Linked DNA regions of Mus musculus: regions 1, 2, 3, 4, 5 and 7 are each linked to region 6. The links are chromatin contacts, called in public Hi-C, HiChIP or PLAC-seq, Micro-C and promoter capture Hi-C maps. All regions are on one chromosome and are shown on one strand. The core of a region is the stretch at or near the end of the contact, and the rest is flanking DNA. Distances in the headings are between cores, read along the strand shown. Region 1 holds the start of Clptm1l (CLPTM1-like). Region 2 holds the start of Lpcat1 (lysophosphatidylcholine acyltransferase 1). Region 3 has its middle 19 kb from the start of Gm40999. Region 4 has its middle 130 kb from the start of Gm40999. Region 5 holds the start of Eprn (ephemeron, early developmental lncRNA). Region 6 holds the start of Irx2 (Iroquois homeobox 2). Region 7 has its middle 59 kb from the start of Eprn.

The links. Promoter capture Hi-C pulls out the DNA fragments that hold promoters and counts their contacts. A called contact is a pair of places that touch in the nucleus more often than the background predicts. HiChIP or PLAC-seq counts read pairs in DNA pulled down with a chosen protein or histone mark.
Region 1: a contact with region 6 is called in a Micro-C map of embryonic stem cells, with 3 times the contacts expected there. The contact joins the promoter of Clptm1l here to the promoter of Irx2 in region 6. A contact is called at or near these places in 1 of 39 promoter capture datasets (the 3T3-L1 cell line) and 1 of 484 Hi-C or Micro-C datasets (embryonic stem cells).
Region 2: a promoter capture Hi-C map of the 3T3-L1 cell line shows a contact between it and region 6, with 4 times the contacts expected there. The contact joins the promoter of Lpcat1 here to the promoter of Irx2 in region 6. A contact is called at or near these places in 1 of 39 promoter capture datasets (the 3T3-L1 cell line) and 1 of 115 datasets of contacts at active chromatin or transcription factors (embryonic hindbrain).
Region 3: a promoter capture Hi-C map of neural stem cells shows a contact between it and region 6. The contact joins the enhancer-like site here to the promoter of Irx2 in region 6. A contact is called at or near these places in 2 of 39 promoter capture datasets (liver and neural stem cells) and 4 of 115 datasets of contacts at active chromatin or transcription factors (craniofacial prominence, embryonic forebrain, embryonic hindbrain and 1 more).
Region 4: a contact with region 6 is called in a Hi-C map of adipose-derived mesenchymal stem cells, with 4 times the contacts expected there. The contact joins the enhancer-like site here to the promoter of Irx2 in region 6. A contact is called at or near these places in 4 of 39 promoter capture datasets (the 3T3-L1 cell line, hippocampal neurons and liver), 3 of 484 Hi-C or Micro-C datasets (adipose-derived mesenchymal stem cells, embryonic fibroblasts and uterus) and 7 of 115 datasets of contacts at active chromatin or transcription factors (the NIH/3T3 cell line, craniofacial prominence, embryonic forebrain and 4 more).
Region 5: an H3K27ac HiChIP or PLAC-seq map of embryonic stem cells shows a contact between it and region 6, with 3 times the contacts expected there. The contact joins the promoter of Eprn here to the promoter of Irx2 in region 6. A contact is called at or near these places in 5 of 39 promoter capture datasets (the 3T3-L1 cell line, 3T3-L1-derived adipocytes, embryonic stem cells and 1 more), 1 of 484 Hi-C or Micro-C datasets (embryonic stem cells) and 5 of 115 datasets of contacts at active chromatin or transcription factors (the NIH/3T3 cell line, embryonic forebrain, embryonic hindbrain and 2 more).
Region 7: a Hi-C map of cardiomyocytes shows a contact between it and region 6, with 2.7 times the contacts expected there. The contact joins the enhancer-like site here to the promoter of Irx2 in region 6. A contact is called at or near these places in 4 of 484 Hi-C or Micro-C datasets (cardiomyocytes, cerebellum, embryonic stem cells and 1 more) and 4 of 115 datasets of contacts at active chromatin or transcription factors (embryonic forebrain, embryonic hindbrain, embryonic midbrain and 1 more).

What each region holds. Positions count from the first base shown.
Region 1 is chr13:73,602,724-73,605,770 of GRCm38.p6, forward strand. Clptm1l (CLPTM1-like) reads left to right here and starts at 1,279. Exons shown (of 17, transcript NM_146047.2): 1 at 1,279-1,676; 2 at 2,207-2,307. The coding sequence starts at 1,515.
Region 2 is chr13:73,465,109-73,468,559 of GRCm38.p6, forward strand. It overlaps Lpcat1 (lysophosphatidylcholine acyltransferase 1), which reads left to right and starts at 2,123. Exons shown (of 14, transcript NM_145376.6): 1 at 2,123-2,409. The coding sequence starts at 2,275.
Region 3 is chr13:71,802,770-71,806,078 of GRCm38.p6, forward strand. No RefSeq gene overlaps it. Among named protein-coding and RNA genes, the nearest start is that of Gm40999, 19 kb to the left of the region's middle. Within about 2 kb of position 1,697, at least 13 of the 459 cell types and tissues checked have an H3K27ac peak or open chromatin away from gene starts, as enhancers often do. A contact at or near this core is called in neural stem cells, where this site is marked.
Region 4 is chr13:71,657,684-71,660,994 of GRCm38.p6, forward strand. No RefSeq gene overlaps it. Among named protein-coding and RNA genes, the nearest start is that of Gm40999, 130 kb to the right of the region's middle. Within about 2 kb of position 1,563, at least 14 of the 459 cell types and tissues checked have an H3K27ac peak or open chromatin away from gene starts, as enhancers often do. A contact at or near this core is called in adipose-derived mesenchymal stem cells, where this site is marked.
Region 5 is chr13:73,345,451-73,348,713 of GRCm38.p6, forward strand. Eprn (ephemeron, early developmental lncRNA) reads right to left here and starts at 1,934. Exons shown (of 3, transcript NR_045293.1): 1 at 1,769-1,934; 2 at 1,046-1,611.
Region 6 is chr13:72,627,509-72,630,712 of GRCm38.p6, forward strand. Irx2 (Iroquois homeobox 2) reads left to right here and starts at 1,312. Exons shown (of 5, transcript NM_010574.4): 1 at 1,312-1,805; 2 at 3,063-3,204. The coding sequence starts at 1,554. Gm20554 (predicted gene, 20554) reads right to left here and starts at 1,056. Exons shown (of 1, transcript NR_030701.1): 1 at 1-1,056.
Region 7 is chr13:73,404,482-73,408,036 of GRCm38.p6, forward strand. No RefSeq gene overlaps it. Among named protein-coding and RNA genes, the nearest start is that of Eprn, 59 kb to the left of the region's middle. Within about 2 kb of position 1,435, at least 49 of the 459 cell types and tissues checked have an H3K27ac peak or open chromatin away from gene starts, as enhancers often do. A contact at or near this core is called in neural tube, where this site is marked.

The DNA of each region.
Region 1 (3,047 bases), core at 29-2,528, 980 kb after region 6:
ACAGCACTGGCCACTTCACTCTAGAAACTGTGTATACCCTAAACCAAGAAATATTTAAGAAGATTAAAATGAAGGCCAGAAGAACCTGATACTCTGTTATTCTTGCAGAGAGGAGCCTAGCATAACTGTCCTCTTAAGAGGCTCTACCCAGCAGCTGACTGAAACAGATACAGAGACCCACAGCTAAACATTAGACAGAGCTTGGGGAGTCTTATAGAAAAGTTGGAGCAAGAATTGAGATCTGGGGGGGACAGGAGTCCACAAGACCAACAGAGTCAACTAACCTGGGCCCTTGGGGGTCTCCCAAAGACTAAACCACCAACCAAAGAGCATACATGGACTGGACCTACACCCCACCCCAACACATATATAGCAGATGTGCAGCTTGGTCTTCATTCAAGTTCCCCAACAAATGGACCCGGGTCTGTCCCAGTGTTGCCTACCTGTGGATCCCGTTCCCCTAACTAGGCTGCCTTGTCTGGCCTCAGTGGGAGAGAATGTGGCCAGTCCTGCAGTGACTTGATGTGCCAGGGGTGGGTTGGTACCCAGTGGAGCCTCCCCTTCTCAGAGAAGGGGAGAGGGAGTAGGGAAGAGAGTAGGGGCTGGCATCAGGACGTAAAGTGAACAATTAATGGACTCCGATGGTTTATCTGAGTGGCCTACCCCCTTCTGAGATGAGAAGGGGAGAGGGGACAGGGGAGAGGATAAGAGGAGAGTAGGGGCTGACATCGGGATGTAAAGTGAATAAATAAATTTAAGAACCCAGATGGTTTTATCTGAATGAGTAATGGGAAGTCCGGGAAAAAGATCTTCTTGAGATATAACCTACCTTTGCATGTTAGCCAGGATTAAGATTTATATTACCGCAAAGGAACTTATTCTTCTGACAAAAGGGGCAAGTGACCTGTAAAAACTCTTTTTGACCTTTTCTGGCCATCTTGAACTGCATGTTATCAACACAGTAACCTCACACCCGAGAAATCGGTATTTGAGTTTCCTGAGTCTCCTCCGTGTTTTCTTAACTTTTGGACGCTCCCCTAGACTTTGAAGAGCCAGGATCAGGGTCGTCCCCGCCATCATCCTGGGGCGCCGCCGTAAGGCTGCACAGGGCCTTAAGAAGAGCAACGCAAAGAAAAAATTTCCAAGAACCGGGTGCCGCCAAGGTTGGTGGCGGACCTGGGCTCCCACAGGCATGCCGGGAGTACGGCGCAAGAGGCTGACGTCACGCGCGCGCGCCGGTCGTGCGGTCGTCGTGAGGTTGCGAGTGCGTGGCGGAGCGTCTGGCTCCCAGAGGGCCGTGCGCGTCCACTTCCGCCAGCTGCTCGGTTCCCGGAAGCGGTGGCCGGCAAATCCGGCCAATCCCCCAGCGCCGGGTGTGGGTTATCGGGAGCATGCGGGGCGGCCGGCGGCCCGCGCGAGGCGCGTTGGTTTCCCCGCGGCGGTGGCGGTGGCGCGCAGCGGCTCTCCCGTGAGCGGCGGGCGGCGGCGGCGCTCGGCCCGCAGGTTGCGGCGCCATGTGGAGCGGCCGCAGCTCTTTTACCAGCTTGGTGGTGGGCGTGTTCCTGGTGTACGTGGTGCATACCTGCTGGGTCATGTACGGTATCGTCTATACCCGTCCGTGCTCGGGTGACTCCAACTGCATCCAGCCCTATCTGGCCCTGCGGCCCAAACTGCAGGTGAGCGTCCGGGAGCCCTAAGAAGGCGCCTCCCGGCCGGGTGCTACCACCCACCCCCTACTGGCACTGGTCAGAGGGTTTCGGGCTACCAGTTTTGCCCCTTATCACTGATGTCACTGTCCAATGTTCTGGTTAGGTGGCAGTGAGAGCTGGAGTTGAGACTTCTCTGTTCTCTGCTGCTCTCTTGTTACCCCTTGGTGCTCTGCCCTACCCCGATTATAACTGAGATCCAGTTGCCCTACACGTGTTTCCTAACGGGACCCCAGTGGAAGTTAACAGGAGATCTCCAGCCATATGGGAGTCAGGCTGCTAGCTCTGCCCTCTTATCACCTGTGTCACTTCCTGCTTCTAGTGGGAATTCCGGACAGGTCAGCTCTACAGTTAGGTTCCTTGTTCACAGCAGTGTCACACAGGCCATCTTGCCCAAGCTCACCCTCTGAGAGGTAGCCCTCAGATTGCTACCCTCTCACAATAGTTACATGTTTTCTATCAGGACCTTTTGGCTATTCATTCTTGCTCACTCTTTCCAGCTGAGTGTTTACACCACCACACGGTCCAGCCTTGGTGCAGAGAACAATGTGGACCTGATCTTGAACGTGGAAGACTTTGATGTGGATTCCAAATTTGAAAGGTGTGGATGTGGGACAGATTGCCAGAGATGGGTTCCAGGATGTCATGGATAGCATTGTATGTAGAGTGAGGACATCCTATAGAAGCACTCCTGTCTAGGGTCTGTGTAAACAGTCAAGCTGAAAGTAACAGGTGTTTGTCACTTAGCAAGTAGCTTTTACTGCAATCTAAGGGCAGCGTGGTTTACTACAGCCCATGTAGTCTCCCAAGGAATGATACATTGGCCTACCTAGTAAGAGTAGTTAGTTCACTTGTTACTTACAAGTAAGTGACCTTTGGCATTAGAATATAAATCTCAATGCTCAGCTATATACAGTAACTTTTGGGAATTAACATGGCTTAGCATTTGACATATGATTTTAACGTGCAAAAGTTCAAATAAAATTTGTAAAATTGCTCATCCAATCAAGATCCTGTACTGCCCAACAGGTATCAAGCTCACTAGCCAACCAGTCTTTAGCTCCCACCCAGTGCATCACTGTCCATGCCTATTAGCCTGTGGCCCTAGGGTAGTTATTAACTACCCATGCCCATCCTCTTGAAATGGAGGTTGGACGTCCTGGTGCCATTCACTAGTTTTATAGGGGCAAATCCCGCCTCCTATTCATCACCCTGTGCCAGGATAGATAGTGAAACATTCATTTTAGAGCCTGGAAGAAGTTGAAGAAGCATGAGTGGTCCTGGTCCTGAGCTCCACGTCTGTTTGTACCCGCCAGAAACACCACAGCAGAATAGTCCGTA
Region 2 (3,451 bases), core at 873-3,372, 840 kb after region 6:
GAAAGACTACCACATTAAATGTGAAGGAGAGGGAAAGAAATAATTCCAGCCAGTACAGCTATAAAAGGGTTTGCAGTTTCCACTCTGCCACTCCTGTGATCTGTGAGCAGGAATGTCTTCCTTTTGACAGTTATCTTCTGGCCTCTGTGTCTCACCAAAACCTGCTCTAAACAAATCATTTCCTTCCTCCAAACATGCCTCATCGGCCCAAGGATACACTGTGGGTTTCCACCAGGTCACATTTCCGATGGGGCTTCCTCAAAGGTAGAACAGGGCAGGTGGTGCAGACAAGTCCTCTCCTGGGAGTGGGACACTGACTCTGCCTGGCCTATTCATTTTGCTTAGATTGCAGGGCTGGGACATGGTTCCTCCCTAATCCATTCAGGGACTCATACTGTACTGTGAACCTCCTGGGGCTCTGAACAATTGATTACAATCTGGATGAAAAAACAGCTGCATCCTCTCACACCTCAGAAAGATAAACGACCAAGATCAAGGTAGAGGCAGCTCTCCCTGATGTCTCTAAGGAAGGGTCCTCCCAGCTCTCTCTCCAGCTTCAGGTGGCTGAACATCCTCAATTAGGAAAACTTGGTCTTACATGGCATCCCCCCACCCCCCATTCTGCCTTGTCTCCTCATTCAAATCTCCCATTCACAAAGACATCACTAATACTGGATGGGTCCTGACAAATCTATTAGAGTCATCATGATCACCTGCAAAAGATTTTCTTTCCACAAAATATGTGGACTTGGGTCAACACCGCTACACAGGATGTTCACAGCTTTCTATGACCCAGCTTTGAGGCTACAGAAATCCTGGCCCAGGATACCCGCAGGCTTCTTTGCTTGTAGACTTCAGGTGGCACCTGGCCCGCCTGTCTTCCTTCCTCTAAAGGTCTGTTTGTAAGCCTGATAGGCCTTTGTGCCCTGGGGTTTTCTTGACAGGGAGCTGAAGATCCTTGGATGCTACACTCTTGTGTCTGAGACTTGAACAAATGGGAATTAAAATCTAGAATCAGTGGAATCTAGGTCACAGGACAACATATCAGAACATTAAGGCCGGGTGTGATGGCGCACGCCTTTAATCCCAGCACTCGGAGGCAGAGGCAGGTGGATTTCTGAGTTCGAGGCCAGCCTGGTCTACAAAGTGAGCTCCAGGACAGCCAGGGCTAAACAGAGAAACCCTGTCTTGAAAAAAAAAAAAAAAAAAAAAAAAGAACATTAAGTTTGCTCATAGTCCTTAAGGATCTCCACAGCCTTCTTAGCCCAGAGGAAAGGCTATGTGTACTGTCGCTGCTTCATGGCTCATTTTGCAGAGGGGACAAGGGAATCTCAAGATAACGTCACGTGTCCAATACAAGATGAAGCTTTGAAGTGACAAGATCTGTGCGAGCATTTTTCTTCTAGCCAACTCCTCAAAACAGAGCCTGGTCACATTTCTGTCAGGAGTTATCAGAGGCTCTGGTCACTCTATTGTGAGAGGATGTGGTGGAGACTCTGAGAGCTCTGGTGTCCACAGGAAGTTTGGACTTTGGGGAGGTTAGACAGGAAGCCAAGGGTATCTGGAATTAGGCAGAATTTAGCTCCTTTTTCCTGTCTGGTGACTGAGGCTAGACCCTCTGTCTCCCAGTACCTGCTTGTTGAGTGTTCTATGAGCTATACAAATAAAAGCACCTGGTGTTGCTACAAAAGGCATTTCTTTAGTTTTTCAAATGTATACATTTTGATCAGAAAGCTACTTTGTATCCTATTTTAAAACAGGATACAAAGTACAAAAGGCATCCAGTGAGTCAAATGAATACATTTTAGCAGAAAGGCTATTTAGAGTCCTAGTTAATGGTGTGATACAAATTAGGGTCTCCTAGCCTATCTTCTCCCTCGATGGCGACTGATGGATTACAATGGTTAGGGGAAGGAAGCTGCCTGTGAGGACAGCGTTGCGCTGAGAAGTGGGCCTGCCCAGTTCAGTCCTGCGACCCAAAATTTAAGGTCTCCCTACACATGCAAATTCGCAGGATTCCCCTAAGTCCAGGAGCCTTAAGACGCGCAGGCGCATTCATAGCCCAGAGCGGTCTGGGCGGGGCACCCCGTTGGCCCCACCCACGTCACGCCGCCCCTCCCGCGCCTGCGCCTCCGGGCGGCCGCGCATCCTAGGCCCTCTCCCGCGCGCTCTGCTAGCTCTGCTGCTCTCGGCTCTTCTGTGCTTGGCTCGGTTCAGCTGAGCTCGGTCGGCTGAGCTCCATCTGCTCTACTCCTTGCTCAGGCGCGGGCAGCCATGAGGCTGCGGGGCCGCGGGCCGCGGGCCGCCCCCTCCTCCAGCTCTGGGGCAGGCGACGCGCGGCGCCTAGCGCCCCCGGGGCGGAACCCCTTCGTGCACGAGCTGCGACTGAGCGCCCTGCAGAAGGCCCAGGTGGGTTCTCCGCAGCGCTGCTGTACTCTATCCAGGATGCGCTCGGGATGCGGTGGGGAGGGGCTGGGCGCCGCCCGGTCCTCCGTGAGCCGCACCCCTCCCCTGCAGCACTCTTCCAACCCGCGCCAGGGTCCCGCTTCCCGCCGCCTGCGTGCACGCCGACTTACACCCTTTTGGTTTCGGTACTGGACCCTGCACTCCATCCCTTGGGCCCTGCACCCTCATCCCAGGCCTGGCCCGGGTTCCCGCCAGCAGGAGGCCTGGAGGTGGGCGGGGGTGGGGGGGTGTCCTCGCATCAGGCAGCCCCTTTCCAGCGTCTCCGCACAGCTAGGAGGCCTACTGTGTGTCTCCGTGGCCTAGTGTCGGAACCTGAATTGTCATCTGGAGCACCGGACGCGCGGGGCCCCTGGCATAACCCAATAGGATGATTTCCACATCCATGTTTGCAGATTGTTTCCTGTGTCTAGTACACTGTGTCGGTTGTTAGCGATGCTCCCTTGGGCTGCCTGTGCCCGGTATCAACTTTATACAACATAGTTCCCACGTGAGAGGGAACCTGTGCGCTGCGGCTGGCTAGTAGTGAGCGGGGACCTGGATCTAGGCACAGTTGCTATCTGTTCTTGTGGTTCTCACCGTGAGACCCGGCACGTGGGACCTTTTTTTACTCAGGGGCCAGGTCTGTGGTGCTGTGGTCACTTCTGGGACCCTTCTTTGAGTAATGAGCAGAGTTCACAGTTTCAGACTTCCGTGGTTTACAGGCAGAGTAGTATTTCCAACTGTAAGGGACCAGCTCTAGGAGGAGATGGTGTTTTTAAATGTGTAACCTATCAGACATAATATTAAGGTAAAGTCTGTTGAAATTATTACTTTCCCAAGCACCGGTTTCTGCTCAAAGCATCCAGTGGGGTTAGTTATCACCCGTAGGAATGGATGGTCAGCAGAATTGAACACGGAGAGTGTAAAGTAAAGGCCTCATATTGGCCCCCAGGTCTTGTCCTCTTTCCTGGTTGTGTCTGGAGCCTGTGAGGCTTTTCCTGAAGTC
Region 3 (3,309 bases), core at 447-2,946, 820 kb before region 6:
TGCAGCAGTTTGATATCTTAAATGGTCAAGTAGCATTTGAATAAATCAAAATTTGAAAATCGGGGTCTGGAGAGATGGCTTAGTGGTTAAGAGCACTGGTTGCTCTTGCAGAGGAAACCACGTTCAATTTCCAGAACCCACATGGTGCTCACAACCCTCTGTGACACCAGTCTAGGAGTTGAGCCTCCCTCTTCTGGCTTCAATGGGCACTACATACACATAGTGCCCAGACACACATGGAGACAAAATAGTCATATACACAATTACAAGATAAAGAAGAAGGAGAAAGAGAAGGAGGAGGGAGAGGAGGAAAAAGGAGGAAGAAGTGGAGGAGAAATCTTTCAAAACTTTTGTATCATAAATTAAATTTTGTGGGTTTGTATTTCAAAGAGAAGTGAATGGAAAATTGGCAGAGAATATAGTATCCCACCTTCTCTTTGAACTTATTGAGATAGAATCCTAACCACACTTAAAATGATAACAATAAGTGATTCAAGTAGTGGATTGTTATCCCCTTGGTATTATGAGAGGACCATGAAAATTGTTACAGGTGAGTCATGTATGCAGTCACACACAGACACAGAAGGACACACAGCATACATTCATTCACACATGCGCTTAAGACCTGTGAGAATACAGAATTCCTAAGGAGTCTGATTATTTTTAGAAAGAAACTATTATTCCAATGATGTTATCAAGTGAGAAGGTGGATAAGCCAGCCAGTATCAGGAATGTGAAGTCAGTAACTTCATCACAAGAGGGTGTTTGTTGGTCTCTTTAACTCCCTCATGTTGTTTCTCATCTGCCTGTCCCCTGAGTAAGATAAGGATAGATTCCTGCTTACACCCCAGGCAGATATCTGACAATGATTCTAAGTGGTTTTAGTACTGAGATTTCCTGTTTGGCTTCACCATCTCCATATGCAGCCCACGGCACCTATGCTTCCCAGGTGCTCGGCATACTCCAGGTACTCTATTTGAGAGCATTGGGCCATCACAACACAGAAGCCAACCTTTCCCTACATCCCAATGGAAACCAGCTCACCCACACCCTAGCTGAACTCTGGAAGAGAATATTAACTCCTCCGTCCAGCAGCTTGACAGGGCTGCCTCTGGTTCGTCTGGCTTGGAATATTTTTCAGTTGAAAACAATCTCCTGAGAGTGTACATGAGTTTTTTACCTCGACTCCAAGGTTCAAGTGAATTAGGTACATAAATGCATTTTGCTTTGCAAGTTCAATGTTTTGTCCAGGCAATGAGAGGAAGAAAGGAAATTTACTTCTCTTGTCCGATTTGAAAGTCTTACTTTGTGCACCGAGGCAAGAGTTCTAAAAGACACAGGGCCATGATATCAAATGTCCTTTTGGAGCTCCCAGGACAAGTGCTGCTGGCTTGAGAGGGGCTGCCCTACTCCTCTCCACACAGCTGATCTTTGCGCATCCAGACACTCACGTCTTGCCCAGTGGGGTGCCAGCGGGGTGGGCCATAGGCATTCAGTGCTGGGCTTGTTTCCCTCCATTTCACTGAGAGCTCCTAGCCATGATCATTTATTATCCGAAAGCTGTCCTCTTGGATGCATTCTGTCAGGAGCTAACTGGGGAAGAGCCCCTCCATCCCTGTGAGTGAGCTGTGGACTGGTCTCCATTGTTGGTAGCCACAGGGGATTGAAATACTTGGCATTGCCTTGCAGTCTGCTTGGGAAAGGGCGCTGCGTCCCAGCATAGAAGACAATGTGAGAGCAGCCAGCTATCCTCTCAGCCACAATGTAGGCTCAGGTCCCCAAAGAGCCTCAGTTCTGGGAGCACAGATGACAGTGTAGCCAAGGAAACGGGAAGCAGGTTCCCAGGGAGCATTCACTGGGGGAGTTTCAATAGGGACCAAGGTGGTGTGTTCAAATACTTGCAGCGGTGTCCTGTAGCTGCCATAACCGAAATCTGTATTCTGTGGAAACTGTAGACGTTGCCTAGTGCAAGAAACTGCTGTGTCAGCAAAACTGGATCAGACAACAACAAATGTTTGGGAAAACGACTAACTCCAGAGGAATGCTCTTTGCTTGCTTCTAATTCGTGGCATTAGTAGGCATGTGCACAGACACATGCCAAATGTATATGCAACCTGAGCCTGGCTGAGGTAATCAAAGGCGGTGAAGAGGACTATCCGAGAAAGACCAAAACCAAGGGAGACTTCAAGCAGACAAACTTGTTTGTTTGTACATTATTTTTATCAATTAATTAAAAAACCTAAATTGCTCAAGCTTTCTCATTTTGTAATTAACTGTACCATTGCCTCTAAAATCATTCTTCTAAAAAGCTTTTATAAGCATTATGGAAGCTTGCAGGGCTACATAGTGACTTCCAGGATACCCCTGGTCCCCCACCACCACCCAGTTGTTTTGCTTCTGTGGGAAAGTGCCCTCCTTCTTCACACAATACAACCACAAGAAGGCAGTAGAAAGGAGCATTCAGGGATGATACAGGATCTCAGATGCCAGGTTCTCTTTTCAGCCTCTTCTTGGCCCTACTGTGTGCAGACAGGAGTGCTTAGTCGTGGGAATACCCTGAGCCAAGACTTAAAAAAAACAACACTTGGCTAGCTTTCCCATATAAAACAGATCTGTTCTTCTGGAAATGCTGGAAATGATTTTCACTCCATAAATAAGTGTGGAACTTACAGTTGGTTCCACGTGTTTACAAATCTCTCCCTTGTGGTGTTCAGAAAAGAGAATTTATAAGCCACTTCTCCTTGTAGTGGGTATATAATATGCACTGAAACATGCATTGTGTTTTTAATATTACTGTGTTTCTATTTTTTGGTCTTCATGCATGTGACATATTTTCTCCTGGATAAAACAAGAAACAAACTAATCCCGGGTTTGCCACAAGGTTCTTTCAAAACAGATTCTACCAGGATTAAAATGTTATTTTGACATGGGAAGAAAGCATACCGTAGTCTCTAAGCTGTGCTTCTCATTGATTATATTATCATGCACATCATTAAGGTTTTACATGGCTACATAATGCAGTTGCTCAGATGATTCAATACATAATGGGATTGCTTTTTAGCACATGGGATGCATTTAGTGTTTGGTTTTGAGATTATAAATTACTTATATCATTCCCCCTACCTTCTCCTTTCACCAAAACCTATTTTATATCCCTTCTTTTTTTTAATTAGGTATTTTCTTCATTTACATTTTCAATGCTATCCCAAAAGTCACCCATCCCCCCCCCACTCCCCCACCCACCCACTCCCACTTCTTGGCCCAGGCATTCCCCTGTACTGAGGCATATAAAGTTTGTAATACCGATGG
Region 4 (3,311 bases), core at 313-2,812, 970 kb before region 6:
AAACATTTTTAGCATAACTATGGGTATTAGTCATAGAAAAGAAACTGATGATAAGGTCAGAAAAGTGATCAATTTATTTCATCAATATTTATTTGTTCATTGAACAGAGGTCTACCAGCAAGGGACTGTGCATTGCCTTGTACTTAAGTCATGAATGAGGTGCTCCAACGGGGTCTCTCCATTTCTAAAGATGCTTATCACAGTATTTTGTCTTAGGAGTTTTTATAGAAAGGGTCTTTGGTTAATTTTTTTTCTGAAAATTGTATAATCAGTCTTATTTGCTTTCTTGCTACTGTAATAAAACACCAGGGCTAAGCCAAATTATTAAAACAAAGAGTTCATTTATGGCTCATAGTTAGAGAGGGTTAGAGTTCATTTGTTGCAGTCAACGTGACAGTAGGTGTCAGGCATGACCAGGAGTGAGAGTCTGAGACTTCACATTATGAGTCACAAACACGAAGCAAAGGGGACACCCTGGAAGTGGCTTAAAGATTTAAACTCCCAAAGCCCACTCCCAGTGATGTACTTCCTCCAGCAATGCACACCTCCTAAACCTCCCAAAGAGCACCACCAATTGGAGATTCAAATATCTGAGTCAGAGCCCTGCTTAGGTGATTCGGTGGGGGGTGTTCTCCTGGTGTCTTCAGACCCTCTGGATCCTACAATCCTTCCTTCCTCTCTTCTGGGGGACTTTCCTTGAGCTCCTAGAGAAGAGATCCGATGGAGATCTCTAATTTAGTCTCTCTCTCTCTCTCTCTCTCTCTCTCTCTCTCTCTCTCTCTCTCTCTCTCTCTCTCTCTCATGTTTTATGAGGGAAGGGTGTTCTCATTTTCTTTTGAAAGCAGACCTCTGGCAGCACTGACCCTTCTGGAAACACAACATTCAACAGACATGGTTGTGTGCATGTGTGAGCTTTAAGTTTGGAAAGAATGAATGACTATGAGATACTTCGAGCTGCTCTCCCAGAGAGCTGGGATTGTGAGAGAAGGAAGAAGTGTGTTCCCAGAAATGTAGAAGGGGTGCAGGGAGTCTGTGCCAGAGCTAGAGAGGCTGAAAAGCTCAAGAAGCACAGGGAGAGAAGGGGAAAGGGTTTAACCAATAACCATTGGTTGAGGCTTGTATCAGCAAACGAGGGCTGGGAGTTACAGATCTTGGAACGGAGACTTGAACAAAATATTTTGAAACACATCTTTCATATAGACTGAGTGAATTGTGTCCTGTGGGACAAGTCCAGAATCCAGTCTGTCTCTGGGAAGAGAGTTTCACTGACCCACACTCACACAGTGCATGCTCATTGTTTTTGGCTGTTACAGGCAAAAACTGGATTCACTTCCACATCCTGGCCTTTTACAAAACAGGGTTTCCAGGCCGCCATCTTGACTGCCTGGGTTCATGTTACTCTCCTCTGTCCCTGTGCGTCACGCCCATGAAGTCTTGCCATCTTTAGTTCACAGTTCAGGAGCGCAATTGAACCCAAGACAGTAAGAGAAGAAAATCCCATTTGCCACCTCTCCAGAGTTGTCACACAACACCTCCAGAGCTGTTACTCACAAGTCCTGGCCTCTAGGATGAGTCAACTGTGAAGGAACTCAGAAACTCCCTTATGTAGCAAGATCCTGACCCCAAGTGAAACCAGGCACACAAGCAGCAAAAGATACTAGACACAGACAGCAGGCAGCTAACCGTTGTCAACTTGAATAAAGCTGGAAGACCCCTGCCTGATTGATGGGCAAGGTGCCTGTGATAGCTGACTGGGATTGGTCCCAACAAGAACTCTCTACATTTAGTGAAATAACCCACCAGGTGAGTATCCCCACACGGTCATCCTGAGTATCCCAGAGCAACTCTCTAGTCAGGCAGGCCTTCGAAGTGGTTAAGATGGATTCTGCCTTTCGACACTCATGTCACACCCCCCCCCCACTTTTTTTTCCTTCTCAGAGAAAAACCTGTCACAAGGATACTGGAACACTAAGACAAATTTCAGGCTGTAATTTATGGAATGTTGCATACCATTTAGCTAGCAGATCTCTGCTGCTCCATTATAAATGTCAGAAGCTTCAACTACACTCTACAACCGTGTAGGAAAGAAATTTCAAAACATAAATTACAAGGTCCTTTAAAATATATAGCCCTGTACGGGCAGCCTAGTTTTACCAGGTTGTCATGATCTTTCACGTAAATATGAGGCTAATGTCTTTTTTTAAAGTACTATTTTGTCTTCCTGGCTGATGGAGACATCTCTAAAGAAGTCAGTTTTTAACATTATATTTAGGAAAGAGTGAAGATGAGGTTCTGTCCACAGACTTGTGGAATCACCCTTGGCCTTAACGCCTGGAAATGGCAGTTGGTGGAAATTATGCTGATTGTCATCTAACCAAGGTAGAGCAGCAACCCAGGGACAAAGGGACAGACAGATACCTGGTAATAAGCCTCTTGCTACTGCTGCCCTGCAGTGGTTCCTCTGTAGAAAAGCCAGCATCTCCTGTAGCTGTGCACCTCAGTAGCCCTCTGCTCTGCCACTGGTGATGAAACACTCCTGCAGCAGGACCTGGAACTCCCACAGGACTACCACAGGACCTGGAACTCCCTCCAATTTTCCTCCCCAGACAGCAGGGATCCTGAGGTGAGTATTCATGTTCCTGTGAAGGTAATACTGAATAGAAAACCCAGACAGATATATACAGAGAGAGAGTCCTCCCTCTCCCCCAAAATAAAGGCTGCCCAAGGAGTATGGAGTAGCAGGATCAGAATATAGAAGAATGCAACCGTATCACGACTGAGGCCTGAAGGCTGCTCGGTGCCATCAAGGGTCACACTGATTTCACAAACATGATGTAGATGCCCTTTCACCCTCTTCCCAGGATGCACCATGGCAGACAATGGCTGTCTGTCCTCAGCTTCTGACTCCACTAGCCTAGTGACCAGGGCTATAAAGGCAAGCAGCAAGAGATGTAGACCTCCCTGTGCAACTGGAATCAAACCTCTAAAGCTTTGCGGGAGTTTCGAGAGCCTTCCATGTCAGCTGAAGTGAGCAGCATTAGAGCGGCTTCCGGAAGCTTGCCTGAGCTCTGCTCAGCCCACTACGTTTATGATGCCTCTGCCCTTTGATGAGGTTCTGGAGCAAAGGAAGCTCAATTCTCAAGGGAAGATGATTTCAGAGTAACTTCCTTTTCTCAAGCACTGACTTTCTGTTCTCAGTTACACCAGAAAACTGCCAACTGTGAAGAGTGTAGACTTCCCGGAAGGAGGGCATGGGGTTTTAGATTTTTATGGCCCTCTCTCTGATAATTAAAATATTCATTAATTTCCTC
Region 5 (3,263 bases), core at 684-3,183, 720 kb after region 6:
AATAAAAACTAAACTAAACTTCAAAAGAGACAATAATTTAGGACACGTACAGGCCTTCCTATTAAATCCTGTGTATGGTCTACTGACACACAAGATAGGACAAACACAACCACTCCAGGTATAATACAAAGATAGGTTCTATTTATCTTTACATTTGCCTACAGATATGGCAGTATGTCATGTGAGGGCAATGCCCTTGGAGGCCAGAAGAGGGTGCCAGATCCCTGGAACTGGAGTTCGAGATGGTTATGAGCTGCCACGTGGGTACTGAACTAAGCCCTGGTCCTTTGGAAGTGCTCCTAACCACTGAACGATCTCTCTAGCCACCCCTCAAGATAGGCTTTACTTATATAAGCCTATTGATGTAGATTTATCTAAATCGGTAACAATAACCTTACTTAATTCTGTCTTTCTCACGACTTTTTCATCTGACATTTTCAGTATTCAGTGGTTAAAATCTTATCCTATCTTCCTTTTAATCTGCTCTGTCATCGGTATGATTTTGTTGTTGCTTTACAATCCAAGGGATCAGACCTTGAAGAGGAATCTCCTGGAACAAATATGGCCCTGGTTCTCCTGACTTTCGCCCTCTCTGGGACCATCAACAGTTAGAACCTTGTTATTCTCACTTTAAACTCTGTGTTTCGATCTTGTAAAGTCTGTATCTTCTAGAATATGTAACACCCTATTTGTTGCTTCTTGCTACCAAAATTATAGTCTATCCTGTGCAGATAGCTCCTTTGAGCTTGATACAATATGTAGGACTCCATTTTCTTAGGTGGGTTTCTTCTCTGCCCGATCTGGGGAACCCGACCTCTGACCCACAATCTTCTACCTGAAGAATGTCACATAGTCCTCCCTCCCCCACCCTTGCCCCAACCCCAAACTTGCCCTGCACATATCTGGAATTCCTGGAATGCCTTTCCACACAAAGGAGACATTCACAGTACTTTAAACTCCAATGAAACTTAACCCTAAGAAGAACCCCTTCCCACTATCCAGGGGTGTATGCATGCAAACCCACCCCAAATAAAGGAATACTCACAAACTAAGATTGTCTAAGAGAGCTGTTCCATTAAAATCCGGGGAGATGTCTCCCTTTGTGATTTCTTTTTGTTTCTACTTCCATTTTTAGATCCTGGATGGTTTTGTTTAATTCCTTCATCTGTTCAGTTGTGTTTTCCTGAAATTCTTTAAGGGATTTTTGTTTCCTCTTTAAAGCTTCTATTTGTTTACTTGTGTTCTCCTGTACTTCTTTAAGGGAGTTATTTATGTCCTTCTTAAAATCCTCTATCAGCATAATGAGATGTGATTTTTAAATCCATATCTTGCTTTTCCGGTGTGTTGAGGTATCCAGGACTTGCTGTGATGGGAGAACTGGGGTCTGATGCCAAGTAGCCTTGGTTTCTGTTGGTAAGGTTCTTGCGCTTGCCTTTTGCCATCTGGTTATTTCTGGTGTTGGTCTTTCTGTCTCTGGCTGGAGCTTGTCCCTCCTGTGGGCCTGCAAGCCCTGTCAGCACTCCTGGGAGACCAGCTCTCTCTGGCGGAACCTGTGTAGAGAGGGCTGTGGAACAGCCTTAGCTCCAGGCTCAGATGGCGACCAGAAGGATTCTGTCCAAGAGGGGTGTTGGGGGGGGGGAGAACCAGAAAAGGGGATAACATTTGAAATGTAAATAAAGAAAATATCTAATAAAATCCCTGGAGAAGCCCCCTCTCGGCCCCCATTCCCACCCCGGCTCTGCCCCAGCTCTTTCCCTACAGACCTCACCTCTTCTGGCCTCTGCTTCCTTCCAGCCTGGTGTGTAGCAGTGCCTAGACACCATGAGGGAAGAAATAGAGTACACATACCACACCTATTACATGGGGATTCCAGTCGATCCCTGCTGTTGAAAATCCAACTACTCCTCCCCAACCACTGAAGGTAATCTGTGATCCCTTTAGGCAGGGACTAGCCCCTCCTCTTAACGTCATGGAAGTAGTTAAAAGATTAACTGACCATCACCCTTCTGCTCCCTGAAGAGATTTTTGGACCACACCTCTCAAGGAGAAATTAGGACCTGAGAACAGGGACTGAAATGAAACATTAAGGTTAATATATGAAATGTGGCAGCCTCAGAGGAACTGGCAGCCCTTAGCCTATCTGGGCTTCATTTAACCAAGGGAACATGCTTAGAAAAGCCCCGATAGACAAAATTAGGCAAAATGGATACTATGCAACAACACAGGTGAAATGGATATTATGTAACATAATGGTTCCTATCATGGGAGCTACAGCTTTGAGATGAGTTTAAGAGGACACCATTCAGCTTCATCTTTTTTTTTATGGTAAGTAGTCTATCAGGCATGCAAGGTATGGTAGGTGTCTATGATGAGGAGAGATTCCAACGCCAGGCCAAAAAGCCTGTCTACTTTCGAACTGTTGGTCAGTGTTGTCTAAGAGCCTCCTAAAACCTCATAGGCCATTTAAGAGGACACCATTCAGCTTCATCTTTTTTTTTTTATGGTAAGTAGTCTATCAGGCATGCAAGGTATGGTAGGTGTCTATGATGAGGAGAAATTCCAACGCCAGGCCAAAAAGCCTGTCTACTTTCGAACTGTTGGTCAGTGTTGTCTAAGAGCCTCCTAAAACCTCATAGGCCGTTGCTATTTCACTTGGCTGCCTGCCAGAGGTAGAAAGTAAGTCCCCATTCCTGGAGACACCGTGCACTTCAGACACAGGACTAAAAGCACCTGAGCTGGAACTGACCTGAAAGCCTCTTTTCTGAAAACTAAACTTCATGGTACCAGAAAGGCTCCATCCCAGCTTCTAAAGGAAGACAGCAAACAATAGTCTACCCAGCTATGACACCTGTGTACCACAGTTATGATCAGAGTGGCATGATAGCCCCAAAGGTACAGGAGTGGCATCCAAATCTTGACTCTAACTGTAGTGGTTTGAACAGGTTTGGCCCCCATAGACTCACGTATCTGAGCATGCTCGGCCCAGGGAGTGGCACTATTAGGAGGTGTGGCCTCGTTGGAGTAGGTGTGGCCTTGTTGGAGGAAGTGTGTCATTGTAGGGGTGGGATTTGATACCCCTCTCCTTGATGCCTGGAAGACAGTCTTCTTCCTGGCTGCCTTCAGATCAAGATGCAGAATTCTCAGCTCCTTCTCCAACACCATGTCTGCCTGGATGCTCCAATGTATTCTGGCATGATGATAATGGACTGAACCCTGAAACTGTAAGGCAGCCCCAATTAAATGTTGTCCCTTATAAGAGTTGC
Region 6 (3,204 bases), core at 62-2,561:
CGCCAGGTTTCAGAGTCCTCGTGCTCTACCTAGCAAGCTTCAAGGAGACACCTGTTGGGCGGGCGCCCCCTCCCGGGCCAGCTCACACCTGACCCCTACGAATCCCAAGCGCCCCCCATTGACGCTCCTTTACATCCAGCGTACTAGTGCCCATCCTGGCCATCGACTCCCCTCACTTGGGGAAAGGGAGCAGGTATGGTCGAGAAAGTTTAGGGGCTGGGACCTAAGGGCTCAAGGGACCCGCGAGTCAACTCCTGGACCTCAGGTTACCTGAACCACCTCACGACTGCGACACTTCACAAGCTGGCCCATGTCCTTTCGGGAAGTGGCAGTGGATACTCTAGCAAAGTCAAGTCAGCTCTCCTGACAGGAACCTCTCCCCCAATTTCGAACAGGCATTCAACTTAACAAAAGAAAACAAAAACTCTTTTTGGACCAGAGTGGCGTTTGTTGAAGCGAGTCACTCACTGGCGTGTTCCAGACGTTAACGGACATGATGTTCCTAACACGGCCTGAAATCTTCTCTGTGGACTTGGACAGAAGCCTCACCACGGGGCCTCCCACAGCTTCAAACCGAAACGCTCAGATTCCGGGTAGATGCTTGGCAGCCCAGGCACCAGGAGCAGGAGACCGGACGGGAAGCCACACGGGCAGCCTCAGCCTGGAGTACAGGCGGACAGAGGACTGTAGAAGTGGGATGCCCAGGCAACTCTGCAGGTGTCTCCACACTGCCCTCCATCTCCCTGCGGTGTCTGCCCTGGACACCGCATGCGACCTGGGCTGCTATCTTCAGGGTGATGAGGGGTGCCCGATCCGTATGTTCTCCAGGTGGATCGGACCTGGCCCGACTGCAGGAGGCCTTTGCTGACCAGTGCTAGGCGAGCAAGAGCGCCGGCAGTGCCCGGATGGGGCCCCGGGAAGGAGAAAGGTGGCTGGGCCAAGGCGGGAGTCGGCGGCGGGGTGCGCGGACGTGGCTGAGAGGATGTGCCAGTGGGAGGGGGTGAGCGCTACGCCCAGTTTGGCCAGGCTGGGCTTCACCGCTGCAGGCTGCGGGCCGGGGCGGGAGTGGAGAGAGGCCGCTGCGCGACAAAAGCCTGCACGTCCCTCCCTCCAGCCTCTGGCTGCCACTCCTCCGCCTTCCCCTCCACTTCCCACCCCTCCGCTCTCTGCCCCTCCCCCGGCCTCAGCGGGGCCTCGGCGGCGGGCGGAGCAGGGGAGGGGCGGGCACCAGAATATGCAGATGAGAGTGTGACGGACAGCTCGGCGTTCCAATGTCCCTCGGAAACTCGAGCGCTCCTTCCTCAACTCCTCACTCCTGACTGCAGACTCCCCCAAATCCCGACCGCCGGCCTGGCGCGCGGCTGCGCCCACCGGCTCCGCGCTGCCGCTACCGCCGCCCCGCCGATCCTCCAGCCCCGCGCCCAGCCTAGCGCCCACCAGCCCAGCCTGCTCCGGCCCGCGGCCTCGGTGCGCCCCGGCCGGGCGTGGATGGAGGGCGCCGCGCGCGCTGCCCGCTGCTCCGTGTGACGCGGGCCCCGCGCCCCGCGCCCACCATGTCCTACCCGCAGGGCTACCTGTACCAAGCGCCCGGCTCGCTGGCGCTCTACTCGTGCCCCGCGTACGGCGCGTCCGCGCTGGCGGCGCCGCGCAGCGAGGAGCTGGCGCGTTCGGCGTCGGGCTCCGCGTTCAGCCCGTACCCCGGCTCGGCGGCCTTCACAGCGCAGGCGGCAACCGGCTTCGGCAGCCCGCTGCAGTACTCGGCGGACGCCGCCGCCGCCGCGGCTGCCGGCTTCCCGTCCTACGTGGTAACTGCTTTGGGGTGGGGGCTGGGGAGACCCGGACCAGGGAGTGAGTTGAGCTGAGCGCTGGGGACGCGTTGCGGGTGGCAGCTCCAAAGTCACCAGCACCCGTTGCCGCACTAAACAAGGGACGGGACTGACCTGCAGAGCTCGTAGGCTGATTTCCCTTGAGCTCGTGCGAAGTGCTACTCCACCCGTGCCTGGGCCAAGAGTAATCTCTAATCCGCGCGTGCCGATTGCTGGGGCTGCGAAATCTGTCCACTGCTCTCCGCGTGGTTCCAAGCTGAGGGCCCCGGCTGCCCAGGCCTCTAGGGCCAATGCCGCAAGCTTTGGGTTTCTTGGCCAGACTGGTGGCGGCGGGGTCACGGGGTGGGGGGGTGGGGATGCGGGTGGGGGGGGGGTGGGGTGGGGATAGGCTGAGCCTGTGGCTCTCGCCCTAGACCCAGGCCGAAGCTCTTTAGTGTTGGCCGTTTTCTGTCTCGCTGACCCGGCTTTCAGGGAAAAAAAAATAATGTGTTAACGGGTTTGGGACCCGCTAAGTGCTGCCAGAGTTCGTAGTAGGCCTATGGGTTCCAGCTCCGTAGATCCGGGATCTGTCTGAGCATCTCTGAGTTCTGAAAACAGGCCCCGCCAGAGCGGGTCTTGGCAGTTTTGGGGTGTGTGAAGACATTGTGTATGGGCGGAGGGGGTTTGCTCTAGGTGGAATTCCCTGGGTAGGAACCAGGCCTTGGGAAAAGGTTACAAACCTCTCCTAGTTAAACGTTAAAGGATGAATTAAAATGCTAATTACTACGTAGTTGAAGAATTGGAAACGCTGACTGGCTTCTGAGTTGCAAATTGGATTTACTCTGCTTTAGAGGGTGAATAGCGGAGTGGGGTTCCGAAGTATTTTTTAAGCTACATAAGGGAGGGAAGGGAAGGAGGGAGCAGAGCGGGAAGCCTATGATGAAATTTAGATATAAAGAAACTACTTGCTGTAGTGCGGGACTATCCAGATATGTTTGCAGACACTGTTCGCGCTACTCGGGAAACTATGTCGTTTTAGAAAAAGTAAAGTGTTAAAACAAAATCCTAGAATCAAATGGCAATAGTTTTGTTTTCCAACAGCTAGCCTTGTATTTTTCTGGTTCTCTGGCTAAAGAAAGATTTCCAACCCAGAGAAGCCTAGCAGGAAAGGCAGCAAGGGGCTGACGGAGGGTCGCCTTGGGGGTGACGCCTGAGGGGCCCATGCACCTTCCACTCACAGGCTGTTGTGGGTTCCAGGGCTCGCCATACGACACGCACACCACCGGAATGACTGGCGCCATCAGCTACCATCCATATGGCAGTGCGGCCTATCCATACCAGCTCAACGACCCCGCGTACCGTAAGAACGCTACGCGGGACGCCACTGCCACACTGAAAG
Region 7 (3,555 bases), core at 185-2,684, 780 kb after region 6:
GCTTCCTGAGAAGTGGGATTACAGACACATGCCACACTTAGCTGTCCTTTTCCACAAGACTCTAGTCCAGGGAGAAAGATCACCTTATTTTCAGTGAATAGAAACCAGCTAGAGATTTCTCCAGTCTCCTCCCCTGCAGGGCAGTGGTCTTCTGGTCCCTCGGCCTCTGTCCCAAGCCATACAGCCCCAAGTAGCAGAGGGGCAGTCCTATTCTAGTGCATCAGGTCGACACTTGGGGCTTAGGATAGGTGAAGGCTGAACCCACCTGTCACCTTCCTCCTGCTGGGCTGATGGACAGGCCTTATAGGACTCATCCTTAACTTTAGTCTTTAATAACCAAACTTCAGGTCACTCCACCTGTAAGACCCAGCATGCAAGTCAAGAGTCCAGGGGACAACCAAGTCTTTAACTAGAGACACCTCTGCAAGCACATCAGTGAGCCTAGTGTGACCTGAGCAGGGGAGGCTTGTCTGCAGGGCCCAGGTGTATGCTGAAGCAAAAGTGCAATACAGGTGGGGATTCTTGGGGCCAGGTAAGAGCCTAGGCATCTGTACCAGTTGGTTTGTCTGTCAACTTGACACAAGCTGGAGTTATCACAGAGAAAGGAGCCCCTCTCGAGGAAATGCCTCCATGAGATCCAGCTACAAGGCATTTTCTCAATTAGTGATCAAGGGTGGGAGGGCCCATTGCAGATGGTGCCATCCCTGGGCTGGTAGTCTTGGTTCTATAAAAGAGCAAGCTGAGCAAGCCAGGGGAAGCAAGCCAGTAAGTAACATCCCTCCATAGCCTCTGCATCAACTCCTGCTTCCTGACCTGGCTTGAGTTCCAGTCCTGACTTCCTTTGGTGATGAAGAACAATGTGGAAATGTAAGTTGAATAAATCCTTTCCTTCCCAACTTGCTTCTTGGTCATGATGTTTGTGTAGGAATAGAAACCCTGACTAAGACAGAATCTTTGCCACAAAGTCTGCAGGCCAGTGGTTTCCAACCTTTCTAATGCTTCAGCAACCCTTTAATACAATTTTCCATGTTGTGGTGACCCCCCTCCCACTATAAAATATGTCTTTGTTACTTTATTACTGTAGGTTTGCTACTGTTATGAATCATAAATATTTGATATGTGGCACTGGGGGGGGGGGGTTGTGACCCACAGGTTGAGAACTGCTGCTGTAGGTCCAATTGGGGTGAGGCAGCTATACTGGGATATGGGTGGGAATCTCCTTTACCGATTACGAGATGATCTTCAACTAGGCTGAGAAATGGAGAGTGTTAGCAAAATTGCCTGTGGGAAGTGACAGGGTTTCTCTTGACAGGTACTCTGACCCGTCTCTTCCCACCACTGAAAAACTGTCCTGGGACAAGCTCAGCCACAGACCTCCAGTCTCCTGCAACCTGACACCCTAAGGTCAGTACGTAACTGGAGCCAGACCCTGCGTCAGAGCCTCAGGGTTCCACGTTCCCAGAGCAAGGGCGCCACCGCTGGGCGGGCGAGGGGAGGTCATTCTGCAGGCAGATTGAGACTCTCGAGGGGATGCCCTGATTGTGGGTCTTTGGAAAAAGGAGGAGACTGTTCCCCAGAATCCCTTTCATAGGGAAGTGGGCAAAGTCGCAATTGATACTCCTACCCCTACTCTGGAGACCAGGCCGGCCACGCTCTACCGGAAAGGAGAGGACCACTCTGAGTGGAATGTGAGCCAGTAGTTTCCGAAGCTGGTTGGAGCAGGGGGAGGTCCCTGCCAACTTCCAATCCCTAGATCCTTTGCCTGAGGTCATAGGCTAGGTAAACGTGGTCCCTCGGTTCCCCTCCTGGACTGCTGAAAGACTGTGGAGTAGAAGGGCTGCTCCACCCCTCAAGACTCTTTTCTCCACTCCAGCTGCCTGGATCCCAGCCTGCCTTGAGCACCTTGCCACTAGCCTGTAGTGGGCATCCTTGACTGCTCCCGCTTTGGACAGTTTCACAGGCTCTAGGGCCCAGCTATTGTGGCCCATAGCCCTTGCACTTCCCTCTATCCTGGGGTTCCGCTGCCCTCACTTCTGCTTGGATTCGGCATCACCCCCTGCTTCTCTCCCTCTGTCCTCCTCTTGGAACCCCTAAGAGATCCTCAGTTGCTGATTGTTTGTATATATTGCTTTCCTCCCGGGTCTAACTGAATACTAAGCCGGTCCCTGCTTTCCACTTTCTCATGGAACTCCTGCCGACCCTTTCTTACCCTTCCAGAACTCTCAGACTCTGATCTCAGTCCCCACACCTGCCAGGCAGCTACAAACATGCTTGGATTCTCTTTGGAACAAGTAGGCTCCCAGCCCTGCCTGTGGACACTGTCCCAGGACTGGATGGATGGATGGATGGATGGATGGATGGATGGATGGATGAGCAAGCTAAGGAATGAATAAGCATCTTTTCTTCCGGGCACTGGCACCAAGCTTTCAGTCAGTCCAATTTGGAGGACTGAATTGAGCTTATCAAGTTTGAACACAATTGTCTGCTACAACCCAGTTATGTCCCCTGCTGGTCTATAACATCCAAAAGTGAAACAGTTGCATTTAAGAACCTCTTAAGTCTGAAAGTGAGAAAAGCCTTGCACAGTTTTCTCTCTTCTTTTCTGAGACCCCCCTGGCTGGGCATTTGGCTGCACACCAAGCTTCTTGCCTTCTAGCAGGGTAGGGGCACCTCAGGGAAGGCTATTATTCCACTCATCTGCTGGCCACTGTAGGGGCCCACTGGACTTCACCCTTTCTCTGCAGTCCTGCAGATACCATGATCCCTGTCCTCAGTGATAGTAAGGACTCGCTACAGCTGCAGAACCAACTGGATTAGGACATTGTTTCTGTATAAACACCCATGATGGTCCTCTACTTCAGAAGACACTCATCTAAGCATATCCTCCTAAAATCCAGCAAACATGATGGTACACATCTGTAAGCCCAGCATTTAAGATGCTGAAGGAGAATAACAGAACTCAAGGCCAGCCCAGGCTATACGAATTCTCAAATTTTAAATTCCATCAGCAATGAACAGAGGATGTCTGATGATAAAGCAGCAGATCCTGCAAGAATCCCCACACCACCACCCTCCACCCCATCCCCTTTGTCCCTCAGACTTCAGGGCTCATCCCAGTCAAATCGTGGGTAGACAAAGCTAGTGCAATTCACTGCTGGAGAGAAAATGTGTCCCCTCCCCCATTCATCCAATTTCATTCATTGCCAAATGCTTCAGCATCTCTCACTTAATGGGAATTAGACAAATCTCTGTAGGTAATATAACACCAGTAAGCTAGAAAAAAAGCCCCTGGCTTTGGAACTTTGTATTCTGAAAAGAGAATATTAGGATAACTACTGTCAAAGACCTGCAGCAAGGTAGTTATGGTAGGATAACTCTGGGGCTGTTCTCTGTGGCCAACCCGACTGTCCTTTTGTTATTGTGATGGCTATTTAAGGCCAACTGAGGCAGGTTCTTCAGCCTCTACCTCTCTTGTGTGGTAGTAATCTCACTACTTACTTGTTGAGTGAAAAGCTTGGGAAATATATCTATTGAGGTCTGTGAAAACACTACTCT